3 separate regions of the Mus musculus genome follow, and all the other regions are linked to region 1. A link is a contact called in public HiChIP or PLAC-seq and promoter capture Hi-C data. All regions are on one chromosome and are shown on one strand. The core of a region is the stretch at or near the end of the contact, and the rest is flanking DNA. Distances in the headings are between cores, read along the strand shown. Region 1 holds the start of Cpne4 (copine IV). Region 2 has its middle 9.8 kb from the start of Col6a5. Region 3 holds the start of D030055H07Rik (a long non-coding RNA gene).

What was found. Promoter capture Hi-C pulls out the DNA fragments that hold promoters and counts their contacts. HiChIP or PLAC-seq counts read pairs in DNA pulled down with a chosen protein or histone mark.
Region 2: a contact with region 1 is called in an H3K27ac HiChIP or PLAC-seq map of embryonic stem cells, with 7 times the contacts expected there. The contact joins the enhancer-like site here to the promoter of Cpne4 in region 1. A contact is called at or near these places in 1 of 39 promoter capture datasets (embryonic stem cells), 1 of 15 datasets of contacts at CTCF or cohesin (pro-B cells) and 1 of 115 datasets of contacts at active chromatin or transcription factors (embryonic stem cells).
Region 3: a contact with region 1 is called in a promoter capture Hi-C map of hippocampal neurons, with 8 times the contacts expected there. The contact joins the promoter of D030055H07Rik here to the promoter of Cpne4 in region 1. A contact is called at or near these places in 4 of 39 promoter capture datasets (the 3T3-L1 cell line, embryonic stem cells, hippocampal neurons and 1 more).

Annotation. Positions count from the first base shown.
Region 1 is chr9:104,567,380-104,571,446 of GRCm38.p6, reverse strand. Cpne4 (copine IV) reads right to left here and starts at 1,792. Exons shown (of 16, transcript NM_028719.3): 1 at 1,346-1,792.
Region 2 is chr9:105,968,578-105,972,357 of GRCm38.p6, reverse strand. No RefSeq gene overlaps it. Among named protein-coding and RNA genes, the nearest start is that of Col6a5, 9.8 kb to the right of the region's middle. Within about 2 kb of position 1,272, at least 10 of the 459 cell types and tissues checked have an H3K27ac peak or open chromatin away from gene starts, as enhancers often do. A contact at or near this core is called in embryonic stem cells, where this site is marked.
Region 3 is chr9:106,145,923-106,150,027 of GRCm38.p6, reverse strand. It overlaps D030055H07Rik (a long non-coding RNA gene), which reads right to left and starts at 2,033. Exons shown (of 7, transcript XR_003948237.1): 1 at 1,283-2,033.

The sequences.
Region 1 (4,067 bases), core at 543-3,042:
GCCTTCAAAAGTAGAGACTATGAAGGAGCAAGCAGGGGTTAGGAGTGGGGAGGACTCTGGTGCAAGGGTAGTTTTAGGGTTGTGTTTAAATAAAGTCGGAGTTTAGTCTCAGTTAAGAACACTTAAGTCACTTAAGTCGGAGCTGGAGAGATGGCTCACTAGTCAAGAACACTTAAGTGCTCTGTAACAGCTCAAAATGCTGTTCAGGAAACAGAAAAACAAGTGAGCCAAGAGAAACCAGAGCTGAGCTTGGCAAAACTCTGCAAAGCAGCAGGAAGATGAAGCTCCTGGTCTGGTCTGCAGAGTTTCAAAGACCAAGTGTGAAGCTTTTCAGTTCCAGAGGCATGGACCTTCTAGGAGCGGGTGGGTCCACAGCATGGAGACAGATATCTCTTATCAACTTTCCCAGGACTCTATCCCTGTCTCCAGCCCATCCCCACCCTAGCAAGTCCTGCTTCCACCTCATTGACTCTCCATAGGTAATCTTCCCTAAATCCTGGAAGCCCCCCCCCCCAGTAGAATCTGGAATGCATAATGAGGTTAGCCCCCACCCCCACCCCAAGCCCACTTACACTAAGAGGAAGATGGAGTTCATCTTCCTAAGACTATTCCTTGGATTCTGTCCACTCCCACCCATTGCTGTTCAGCTCAACTCAGTGTGGACCACTTTCTGACTCCCTTGGATTGAGTTCTAGCAATCCTTCGTAGTACGTGATACCGAGTTTTAGCTCTCTAGTCAGACGCGACTCCCAGTACTTCCAGTTCCTCCTTTACCACCCTGCTATTTCATTTAACAAAAAGAAAAAAATGTTGGAGACCGAGCCAAATAAAGCCGCGAGCAAGACTATGGGTTACTTGTGAGCCTCGGTGTCATGGACGCAGTTAAATATTATTAGAACCTCTTGCAGAAGCCGAATTCAAACAGCAGAGGATCAAGCCATTGGCTAACACTACTGATGCCCCACACCTTTTTTGCTGTCAAATGGGAAGCAGCAACTCCAGCCCCGACTATGGTCCCATCCCCCTTCTCATTTCTAAAACAATAATAATCCTCCCTCAAGCCCGCAGGACTTCCAGAGCCTAACCTAGCCCTCCCTCTGTCGTCCCGCCTGGGGCCTCCCTACCACTCCACCTGGGCGAGTAGAGTTATGCGGGAAAAGCAGGTATTTTGGCTGAAAGTTTTTTTGCCTTTAAGGACTGCTGCTCCTGCCGCTGTTCAGAACAACAGCAATGACAAACAAGCCAGGCTGGGCGAAAACCCAGAGCTTCTCAAAAGTTGGTCTGGCTACGCAGCAGCCCTGACGAGTTTGCAAGAACACAGGACTCAGAGTTAGCATCTACTCACCTGGGTGTGCCAGCCTCAGAGACTAGAAAGAGAATTCAGCCCGGGACAGGTCTGTCACGCCCCCAGGATGCAAAATCCGCCTTTGGAGTGGAGGTCCTGGGTGATGTAGTTGTAAAGAGGTCTTAGGAGAGTCGGGCTTCCCTCCCCCCTCTTTGGTCCACTGGGGGTAGTTTAGCAACAGCCGAGGAGGATAAAGATGCTGGGAGGAGAGTTTGGTCGCTCTGGAAACCCCGACTCCATTCTTGGGGCTGGGGGCTGGGGGCTGGGGGAGAGGGTGAACGGCGTGGAAGGAGCTGCTGGGCTCAGGAACTCGCTGAGTAAAGAGGAAGGAACTGGGGAAGGAGGGAGGGAGCAGAGGAGTGAGGGAGGAAGGAAAGGAGGAAGGGAGGGAGGGAGGGGTGAGAGCCAGGAGATGGCAGCTTCTAGCTGAGATTTCCACCTTCTGACGAAACCCTTGCGCCCAGCAGCCCAGCAAGATACTAGTTCTTAAGCCTCCTCTCGAGCGCCCCCTGGGGGGTTCCGGGGACTCAGCGACGCCCCGCCCTGGTCGCGGCCCTGGCGCTCTCCATGGTCCTGCCGCGCCCTCAGCCCTGATTCCCTGCTCAGCTTTGCAATTCCCACCAGCTCCTGAGAGGCACGTGATTAATTTCTCCTTATTCTATGATAAAGCAGTGAAACCACAAGAGCTGAGAGGAGAGAATAAGGGCTATACTTTTTTTTGCATACATTCAAGAAAACTTCTTGATTCGCTCAACTCTCACTAAAAATGGGGGTGACATTGAATACTTATTTTGGTACCTACATGTCAATAAATGCATGATTAAATGAGTGAACAGCTATTTTTCTCTTCATATCAGAATATTTTCCTGAATACAAACACGTCACCATACCTGGGGAATGTATGTTTTAAAATAAAGTTTTTGGCTGGGGTTGAACCACAGTTGTTAGAGCACTGGCCTAACATGTAGAGGGTTCTGCATTCAAACCGTAACATTGTACAAAGCCAGGCATTTGTACATTTGTACATGGCATTGCATCCCTGAAACCCCAGACTTTGGGAGGTGGAGGCAGAAGGCTCAGAAAGGCAAAGTTACCCTCAACTACAAAGGGAGTTTGAAACCGCCCTAGGTTAGAGACCCTGTCTCAAAAAGCCCAAACCAAAAACTATAGGTCTTATTTAGGGAGTAACCATTGTCACATATTATAAAACACTTTGAACACACTACAAAGCATTTACACAAGAAATAGGGGGTTTGATGTTTTGCTTTGCAGTGCTGCTAAGTGACATCTCTCTCCCTTATGGGGTAGTTTGGAAGTGATGACTTTTCTGTCACAAATTTATTCGAAGTCACATTCAGGCAAAGAAACAATGAGGAGGCACGTCAGGCTGTTTCTAGTTGTCTCCGCAGAAGTAGATAAACTGGAGAACCAAATCCACCCTGGGTATGCCCATGATCAGAATCAAATTAGACTTTATAATCCATAAAGCAAATGAATAAAAGGATCTCTCTGCACCTGGGGGTCGCACAGAGTTAGAAATGATGGGTAAGCACACCAGGCAAGGGAGGAAGGTGTCTCCCTCTCTGCTTGCTGAAGTACTACCCAACAAGGTCTCTTGTAAGGTGAAGGCTTTGGTTATAAGCTTTAGACCACTACACAGTTCCCAGTTTCAAAGGCCAGAGAAGGAGAAATGACAGGGGAAAGCAAAGGGGGCTCAGAAATGATCCTGGAAATCAAAGGAGAAGATCTTTGAGAAGAAACAGTTTCCAGAAAATCAACATTTTTCTTATTCCAGTCGCCTCACATGCTGTTCTGAGATGCCATATTAGCTACAAGGCTAGAAAAAATAACCCTGAGAGAATCTAGCTGTATCATGGAGCTTACACACAAATCCATGGTCTGCCTTGACTGAGAACACTTAGGTCATGTGATTATGCGCAAGCTAATCATTATTGGGGCTTTGGCTTGTGAGGTTACAATAAAGGACAGGTCCTGGTGTTTGGAGCAGGAAATGTGTTCACAGTACTCCTGGGAACAGACTGGGGCTTCATCTGAGTCACACAGACTACAGCTGGAAGGACTGACCTCCCAGGAACACTCAGGGTTTCCTCCTAGGGAAAGAAGGATGCATTCTGGGAAAGTAAAATCCACAATATGTTTGTTAATTCCTCCTAGATTTTATTCAGTAGCATCTAACCCTAGAGATGAAGTTTGTGTTGGACGAAATAAAGAAAATGAATGCCTTATTTATGTTTCTTGCATGTCGATTGTGAACTCTAACATTTAAATTCTGTGGAGGTGATATCTCTGGGGTTGTTTTGTTTTGTTTTGTTTTAACTTGTTCATGATTGGAGCCTCAAAACCTAGGAGAGTGTCTCCACATAGTAGACAGCAAATGCATACTTATTAAATTTAAAAATGTTTTTAATATTTTCTAGAATGTTTAAAGCAAATTTCTTCTTTTATAGGCAAGAGGAAGGCAGTTATGATCTACTGAACATATACTATTTCCAGTAATCTCTTAGTCAATTCTACTTATCAGCCCATTTAATTTGTATAACAGCCTTTCCAAGTAGTTTTATCATTTCTACCACAAACCAGGTTTAGGTGGTTGAGATAACTAGACCACAGCTCAGTTCTTGCTGCGTATTACTTGAAGCAGGCTCTAAAGGCGCCTAGAAACTAAAAGTGGACCACGGAGAAGTTACAAAGTCAAAACCAA
Region 2 (3,780 bases), core at 23-2,522, 1.4 Mb before region 1:
GTACTGGATGGTTGTTGTTGTTGTTCTTTCTCCATGTGGGCTGGTGAAAGGGAATCTCAACCACACAGGTAACCTCACAAGGAAAAGCCATGCACCAGTGGAGAGGATTCATTCATAAGGAAATGGAGACACTGCACTCCAGGAGGTCTAAGAAGCTGAGAATCAAGGATGCAGAGACGTGATCTCCACCATTCACTGCCATTACCTAGCCCTAACCAGTCTCCGAGATATCAGACTGAGACCCAGTAAAGTAAAATAATCTAATCTACCTCCGGGTGGTCCATCAGCTTCCAGATGTGCCTGCCTCTTCCTCTACCTGGTGAATTCCCACTTAGTCCTTCTGGCATCATGTCCTCATAGTGACCTCCATTGGGAGCCTGAACCACACCTTGCATCCTAGTCTTGTTAGAATTCTGGTATCTGTTCTACCAGACTGCCTCACAGGACCTCATGACTTCTTAGATAACCTATTCCTCACCCTTAACTTCACTAAAACATATTCTCCCACATCCAGCATGGATTGGGCCCTGGAGCCACGTCTCGGGGCAGTGAGGGAATAAAGAAATAACGTGCAGGCACAGTGTACAGAAAGGCTAAGATGGACACTCAATGTCTTTGTTATGTACAGCACATAGGGAGGAGTTAGCCAGGCTCAATGGGAGGTCTCTGTAGCCCAGAAGTCTCAGGCTGTAAACAGCGTGAGAAGGCAGCTGTAGTTGCTAGTTTCTGTACACATTGATCAGTTGTGCATAAACATATGTACTTGAACACACTGTCCGTGCTCACGTTTAGACCAGAGGAAGGCGTTGCCATCGCAATGGGTGGTCTGAGACATTGGGTGCGTGACATAGCTGTTCAAATGTCTATGATATTCACCTAGGACTTTAACTGCTCTTGGCGCACTTACGCCAAGCTTCCTCTGCTCCCTCCCATGGCGCCTGTGGCGTTCACTGCACAAGGATTTGATCCTATTGCAGAGCCCACAGGACATCTTCGTTCTTACTTTCTTCCCACAGACACAATGTTTAGCAGTTGGACTCCTTAAACCTGGTTGTTGTGAAGGGCAGAGAGGCTGTGTAAATGTGGGCCAATGGAAAAGGCACAGTGAGTGCCTGGTGCCCTGTGGGTCAGGATTCTGTGCATTTGAATGCATGACTCAATTCTTTGGCTTGTTAGCGCTCATCTTTGCCAATAATGTTTTTATCTAAAGAGTCACCCTTGGTGTCTTATCATATCCACGTTCTTGGCACCATTCCCTAAGAATTCTGATTGAGTCAGCCTTAGATAGGGTGTCATCCCCTGGAGCCTGGGCAGGCAGCCTACCGGTTCAAAGACACGTGACTCTTCTTTTCCCCTCATCAATTGCCAATAACTCCTAGGCTAGGGCTAGGGTGTCACGAGACCTTTTCTCTACTTGTGCTGGAATTTTGATTGGCTTGTTCTTGTACAGCCATAGAAACTTTGAATTAAGTATGTGTTAGTCTGGAACCCCTACTTACCCCTGTTCAAGCTGGGAAATCCCCGACTCCCTCCTTCCCCCAACCCAGCCTTTCCAGAGAAAACTCTCCCTCCCCGCTTGGAGGAAACTTCCCGCTAACTTGTCATCACTCCTTGTCTCCAGTTTCCAACAACCCACCCAAGACTGCCTGCCCAGGGTCTCACTTTTTGACAGAATCCCAGCTCCTAGCTGGCACGCCGTCACTCCTTGCCTAAGCTCTGTAAAACCCCCTTGCTTTAGCCCGGATGTGTGACTCCACTGACCTCCACCTGTGAGATCTGTGGACCTGCTAGAGCTGCCTCCTGATAAACCTGTCTTTATCTACTTTTAATCTGGTCTAATCCAGCCTATATCTGCGTCCCTAAGGGAGAGAAAAAACTTGTTAGTGTGCATCAGCCCTGTTGTGTCCAGAGGACAGCATTTCACAGCTGTCTGACTCCCAACTCTTCGATTCTGTCTGACCGTTCTTCTACTGTGCTCTGATTCTCAGAGGAAGGAGGTTCATACAGGGGACCCATCTGTGGCTGGAAGCACTCACTGAGCCTCAGCATTTAGAGCAGGCTGAGTCCGCCTTACCCACTGCCCGTTGCACATGCCTGTCTCATAAAAGGGAAGCCGGAAACCTGAAGTCCGGAACCTAAGAACCTGTCAAGTACAGCGCCTTTGAAGCTTGTCTTGAGCCTTAGCCACTTATCATACAATTTACTGGCCAACAGAGTGGCGTTGGGGTTGCCTGCTTTGTTTATAAGTTTGAGCTAACTCTGAGTCCCACTTTGGTGACCTGACCCTCTGTAAACTTCCCCATCTGCTGGGGGAAACATGTTGAACCTTGGATCAGAGTATGCTCAAGTATTTGGCTCCATATGTTGAGTGGGATCGGAGATGAAGTTCTCTATGCTTGGCTCTTTATTTGAAATGCAGACAGAGAATGCATCTCACTGTTTATTCTTTTACTGTGGTCCTATTTGTAAGTTAATTTAGAACAGTTTTTAAATGCCAAAACGACTAAGAAATAGCTTCAGTAATCAAATATAACCAAGATTAAGGGAGAGAAACAATTTTTCTTTTAGTCAGGCTTCTTTTATTGAGCAAAACACAGCTCAAGTTGCCCAAGTCAGGCCATTTCCTCTTCACTGTATTTATGGGAGGACCAGAGTCTCAATGCTGACTGGAACACAGGGTTCCAATGCTCCCCAAAGCCTCCCTCTCTTCTTTGCAAGTCAGCACTAATCTTTGAAAGATCCTTTCAGAGTGACTGGAATGTGGCTTCTGTCACTTTAGACTCATATTTACTAAAAACCAGTCTCCAACCTCCTTGGACTCAGGATCCTAGAGTGGCTAGAACTGTAGTGCCAGAGAAATGTTAGTGATCCCCGAAACCAGACAGGAGCCGATCTGATGCAACTCATAGCAGGGTTTTTATTCTATTTGAGCTGTCCTGGGCCCCTCCAACTCACCACCTGCACCACCTGCACCACCTGCACCACCTGCACCACCTGCACCACTGTCACATCATGCAGGATGGCTTTGGTGGTGGTGGGGGAGCCCTGAATGACTTTATAAGGCAAGCCTTTATAGTAAGCAGCAAGTGTGTGTGTGTGTGTGTGTGTGTGTCAGGGGTAAGTATGCAAGCATCTAACTGGGAAGTTACTATGGCCTTTAACATAATTGGCTGGTGCTGGGAGTCATATCATAAACTTGGTGGTTGTTAGGCAAGGTGGTTGTTAAAGCTTTGGTAGTTGTTAGGCAAGGGATGGGCTTGTAACCTGGGGGTGCAGGTTTGTTGTGGGAATAACCTGGAGACACTGGTCTTGTTGAGGGTGTAACCCAGAGACGCTGGTCTTGTTAGGCATTAGCCTAGAGACCGGAGCTAGGCTCAGGTTTTGTTGGGGGGGGGGGCAACTTGGAAACCAATGCTAGGTACCAGCCTGTTAATTTACCTGAGTTCAAACTTAGGTCAGGTTCTCTAAAATAGAGGCTGAACTTGACTGAGATTTGGCCTCTCAGAACAAACTTGGGCAAGTCTGGTCCTTAGATCAAGAAAAGTGACTAACGATGTGGGCCTCCCACTACTGCCAAATGACATCTCTTCTGACAGTAATACAATTAGAAAAATGTTCCTAAGATAGAGAAAGGAAGATTCAGGAATTCAAAGCAAAAATCTCAGCTCAGTATGGAAATTAGAGGAACTTGCTAAAATAGTATTTGTGTATACTTACATGAAAACGTACTTTTTAAGTGTCATATACGCTTCATATATACAATGAAAATTAAAATAAAAT
Region 3 (4,105 bases), core at 784-3,283, 1.6 Mb before region 1:
GTAGTGAGCTAGATCAGCTCCATCCGGAGGTCCAGGGTACGGGGCTAGGATTCTTGGCAGCAGCTGTTGTTCTACTAAAATGAAGTTCTGGCCAAAGGTGAGGGAGAATTGGCCTCTGTAAATGGGTACCCTAGGTCCTCAGTCCTTAGGCCACCACCCTTAGTAACTACAACTCAGGGAATCACATCCACTCCCACGATCTGGTCCGCTCTGGCACTGGGTGGTTCGGAGAGCTGGAGGATCTACCCCAAACTGGCAACCTGAGCGTGCACCCCATTGAGAAGGTCCCCCGTAGGTCACTACTCTCTCCTACGCTCTTCTGGCTCTCCTGCCACCGGCAGAGCTCTTGGGACTATGAGCTTTTCAGTCCAGCTCAGCTGAGAGGGGCCAGGTGGCTCCGCTCCTGTCCCTTTCATTCACTCCGCTCACCGCCCAGTATCTTCTGATGCTCCAGGATGTCCCAGGAAGTGCACTTGTAGTGCGCTCAAGAGCCAGGGTTCTCTCTCTAGCTGCGTTCCATCTCCTCACCCTACTCCTACAGAGCACGGATACCTTTCTGTCCCTCCCAGTTCCAGAGAGCTAATTGCAGGAATACCTTTTCTTTGCCCTTAAACGCCAGGAATACTGTCCTGGGCACCGGGTTTGGGCGGGAGCTGATCAAAGACCCGCAGAGAAGGGAATGATGCCCCATCTCCTATGGCTTTGTGAATCTGGGGTCGGTAGCTAAGCTGGAGGAAAGCCGGGAGCTGGTGGTAGGGGAGAGAGCTCTGCCCCGCCTCCTCCTCCACCTGGGCAGTAGGAACGCCCCGGCCCCAGTACATGCCGAACTATACAACCAACCACCCCCACCCCGCCGCCCCCGGACAGGCACTTGTGAGGGTCACAATGTGGTAGCGTGGTTGATGCCCCCTGGCAATCTCCTAGCCGCAGCCTAGCTAGAGGCAGGAAGGACTGGGCGTAGACTCAAACCTTCAAGGGTGGGCTGGTCCGGTGTCCCAGCCTCCTCTTTCACTCTATCGGATCTCCCGCGGGTCTCCCTCAGCCGTGGGCCATCAGCATTAGCTGGGTACCGGGACAGGGACAGCCTGCCAGTTCCCTGCTATCCGTTTCCCTCCACCCTGCTCTTGCTGACCAGTAGTAGGGCACCTGCGGCTAACACTCTGCTGCTTCCGTTGTCCTGGGCAGAGAAGTGATGTGGCCCGGGCTGCCCACTGTCCCCACCTGTCCGCCCCCCCCAGGGCTTCGGCTGCCCCGTGCATGTGTTCCCGAACCCCCGGCTTACCTCAGTGGCGCTGTCTCCTCACCAGAGGCACTGCAGTGTGGGAACTGTCCCGAGGAGCCGGTTCTCAGCTGAAACAAAGAGGTGGGGGAGAAAGAGGGGGGCAGCGGGAGAGGGAGAGGGTGAGTGAGCAGGCGAGGACTGAGGAGTGGAGGCTGGAGGGGGAAGAGAGAAGGGAGAGGGTGAGGAAAGAGGGGAGGACGAGCTGCCCCTGTCCCTGCCGAGAGAAAGCCTGACTCCCCGGACTGGAGGGCCAAGAAAGGAGGGAAGAGGAAATCGGGAGGGGGCCAGGCCGAGAGGAGAGAGGGGCGGGGAGCAAGGGCAGGGTGAGGGGATTGGGGCAAATAAGGGGATGTGGGCAGAAGAGGGAGCATTGGGGGAGGAAGGGCTGCAGTGAGCGGTGGGGTCCCACCCTGTCCCATGCCAGGTTCTGATCTGAGACTTGAATGGGTACAAAGCTGTGCAAGAAGGGGGGGGGGGTGGTGGCTGGGAGAGGGACTTGCCCGGCAAAGGATAAGGGCTGGTGGGCTGGCTTGGGAAGCCAGGGCCAGCCACAAAGACAAGAGAACAAAGGTGTCTGAGGGGAGGAGTGGGACCCCTGCTGACCGCAGGTGCACCAGCCCGGAGCACACAGAGGAGTGTCCTGAATCCACAGCAGGTTCGCAGGGGCTGTCAAGGCTAAAGTGGCCCCTCAAGGTCCAGGGGCTGGGGGAACAGGCAGGGTTCCCTTTCCTCGAGAGCCCTGAACACCCTAACTCACACTCCAGGACTGGCCACACATCAGGATCCCGGTGCTACTGCCTGTGATGGGGAGTGGGAGGAGACAGTCGGGAGCGGGAGGGGGGAGTCTGCGGAGCCCCAAGGGAGAGGGAGAGGATAGTGGGCATATGGAGGAAGCAGAGTGGTGGGGACCCAAGCAAGGAAAGACGCAGTAAGGTGGAGGCAGAGCATTTCCTCACAGGCCCTCCCAAAGCAGAGGCCTCCCACCCACCCAGCCACCCCATGGACCTCCTGGGCTGCCTGTTGCAGAGAGGTGAACTGGTATTCTCTGCTGCCAAGCTGCTGTGATGAGCAAGGGCACTCACCGCCTGGGAAAGTTGTCTTGGCTGCCAGAGCATGTGTTAGTGCTGGGGGAGTGAAGAGGGGGCCCCTGGGTAGCAACCAGGGGTGGGCAGGTCTCTCCTCTTAGGCTCTGAAGTGCAGACGCTCCAGCTGCCCTTCCACCAAAGAAAGCTCACTTCCTGTCCACCCTGAGGTTCCTCATAGTCATTTTCTTGGAGGGAGGGGATGCAATACGGGCTTGTGTAACGTTGTGGTGATGGTTGATGGCTGTGGGGAGAGTAAACCCTTGAGCTCCAAACTGCAGAGTCACATCATCTGGCTGCCAGAAAAGTCTTCTCCTGGAACCTGGAGCGCCAACAAAAGAGAAGATTCTTTTCTCTTTCTTATTACTTCAAAAACAGCAAAAAGCAACAACAGCAACAACCACAACATTAAGGGCTGGACTCATCATCTTGCACATGCTAGACAAGCATGCTACCACTGAACTACATCCCTGGTCCTCGTGTGTGGTATATGCATGTGTGCATGTGTGCAGGGATGCTCTCATCATGTGCATGCATATGGTCAGGGGCTGACTGTGGCAGGTGTTCTTCAGTGGCCGGTCTCACGGAACCTCATGTTTTTGACTTGACCAGTAACTCCCTGGGATTCGCCTGTCTCTGCCTCCCAGTTTCCCAGTTTCAGGGGTCATAGGCTCATAGCCACACCTGGCTTGACTTGGATGCTGGGGATATGAATTCTGGTCTTCATGCTTGTCCAACAATTGTTTTATCTACTGAGCCTCATCTCCAGCTGCTTGTCTCTCCTCCTTTTCTTCCTCCTCCTCCTCCTCCTCCTCCTCCTCACCATTGTTATAATTATTGGAGATATGAACTTGCTAAGTAGCTAGGCTGGTCTGGGAACCCCTATGCAGCCCAGGGTGGACTTGCAATCCCCCTGCCAGAGCCTTCAGACACACACACAAATATGCCTGCTACTTATTTTACTAACAAATGATTTTGAACTTTAAAAAAATTACTAGAATAAGAATAGTATGAATGTGACACCCATATATCCTTGGGGATATATATTTATCTTATTTTTTTTTTTGAGACAGGGTCACACACCCTAGTCCAGTCTTTGTTGGTACTTGCCATATAGCTGAGGCTGGCCTTGAACTTGCAGTAATCCTTCTGCCTCAGCTTCTCTAGTGCTGGCATTACAGACACAAGACATTGTGTTTAGTTTATTCAATTTTTAAAAAAAATTATTTTGATTTTTTTTATGACATGTATGTCTGTGGACCACATGTGAGACTGATGTTAATGGAGGTAGAAGAGGGTAATAGATCCCTAGAAATGGACTTGCAGCTGGTTCTGAGCTGTCATAGGAAGTCTGGGAATCAAACCTGAGTCCTTTGCAAGACCAGCCAGCCAGTGCTCTTAACCATTGAGCCATCTCTCCAATTCTCAACTATTCTTACTATTCAACAATTATTAGTATTTTGCTCCATTTTCTTTCCTTTGTATATTTGCCATTCATGCATTCACTCATCCTCCTAACCCCACTCCAGTTGTTTACATAACTTGCCTGCTTTTGAAAGACTGGCTCAATGACTTGTCTTTTATTGATGGAGCCAGAGCAATGAAGCCCAGATCATGTTGAACGAATGAATGAATGTCTGTACAGTCAGTGAATGAATGAGTGGGTGTCACCTACTGGGATCCTGAGACCTGACTGGGGTAGGGTGAGCAGTGCTCAGCTGCAGGCCTGGGAGGGAAGTGA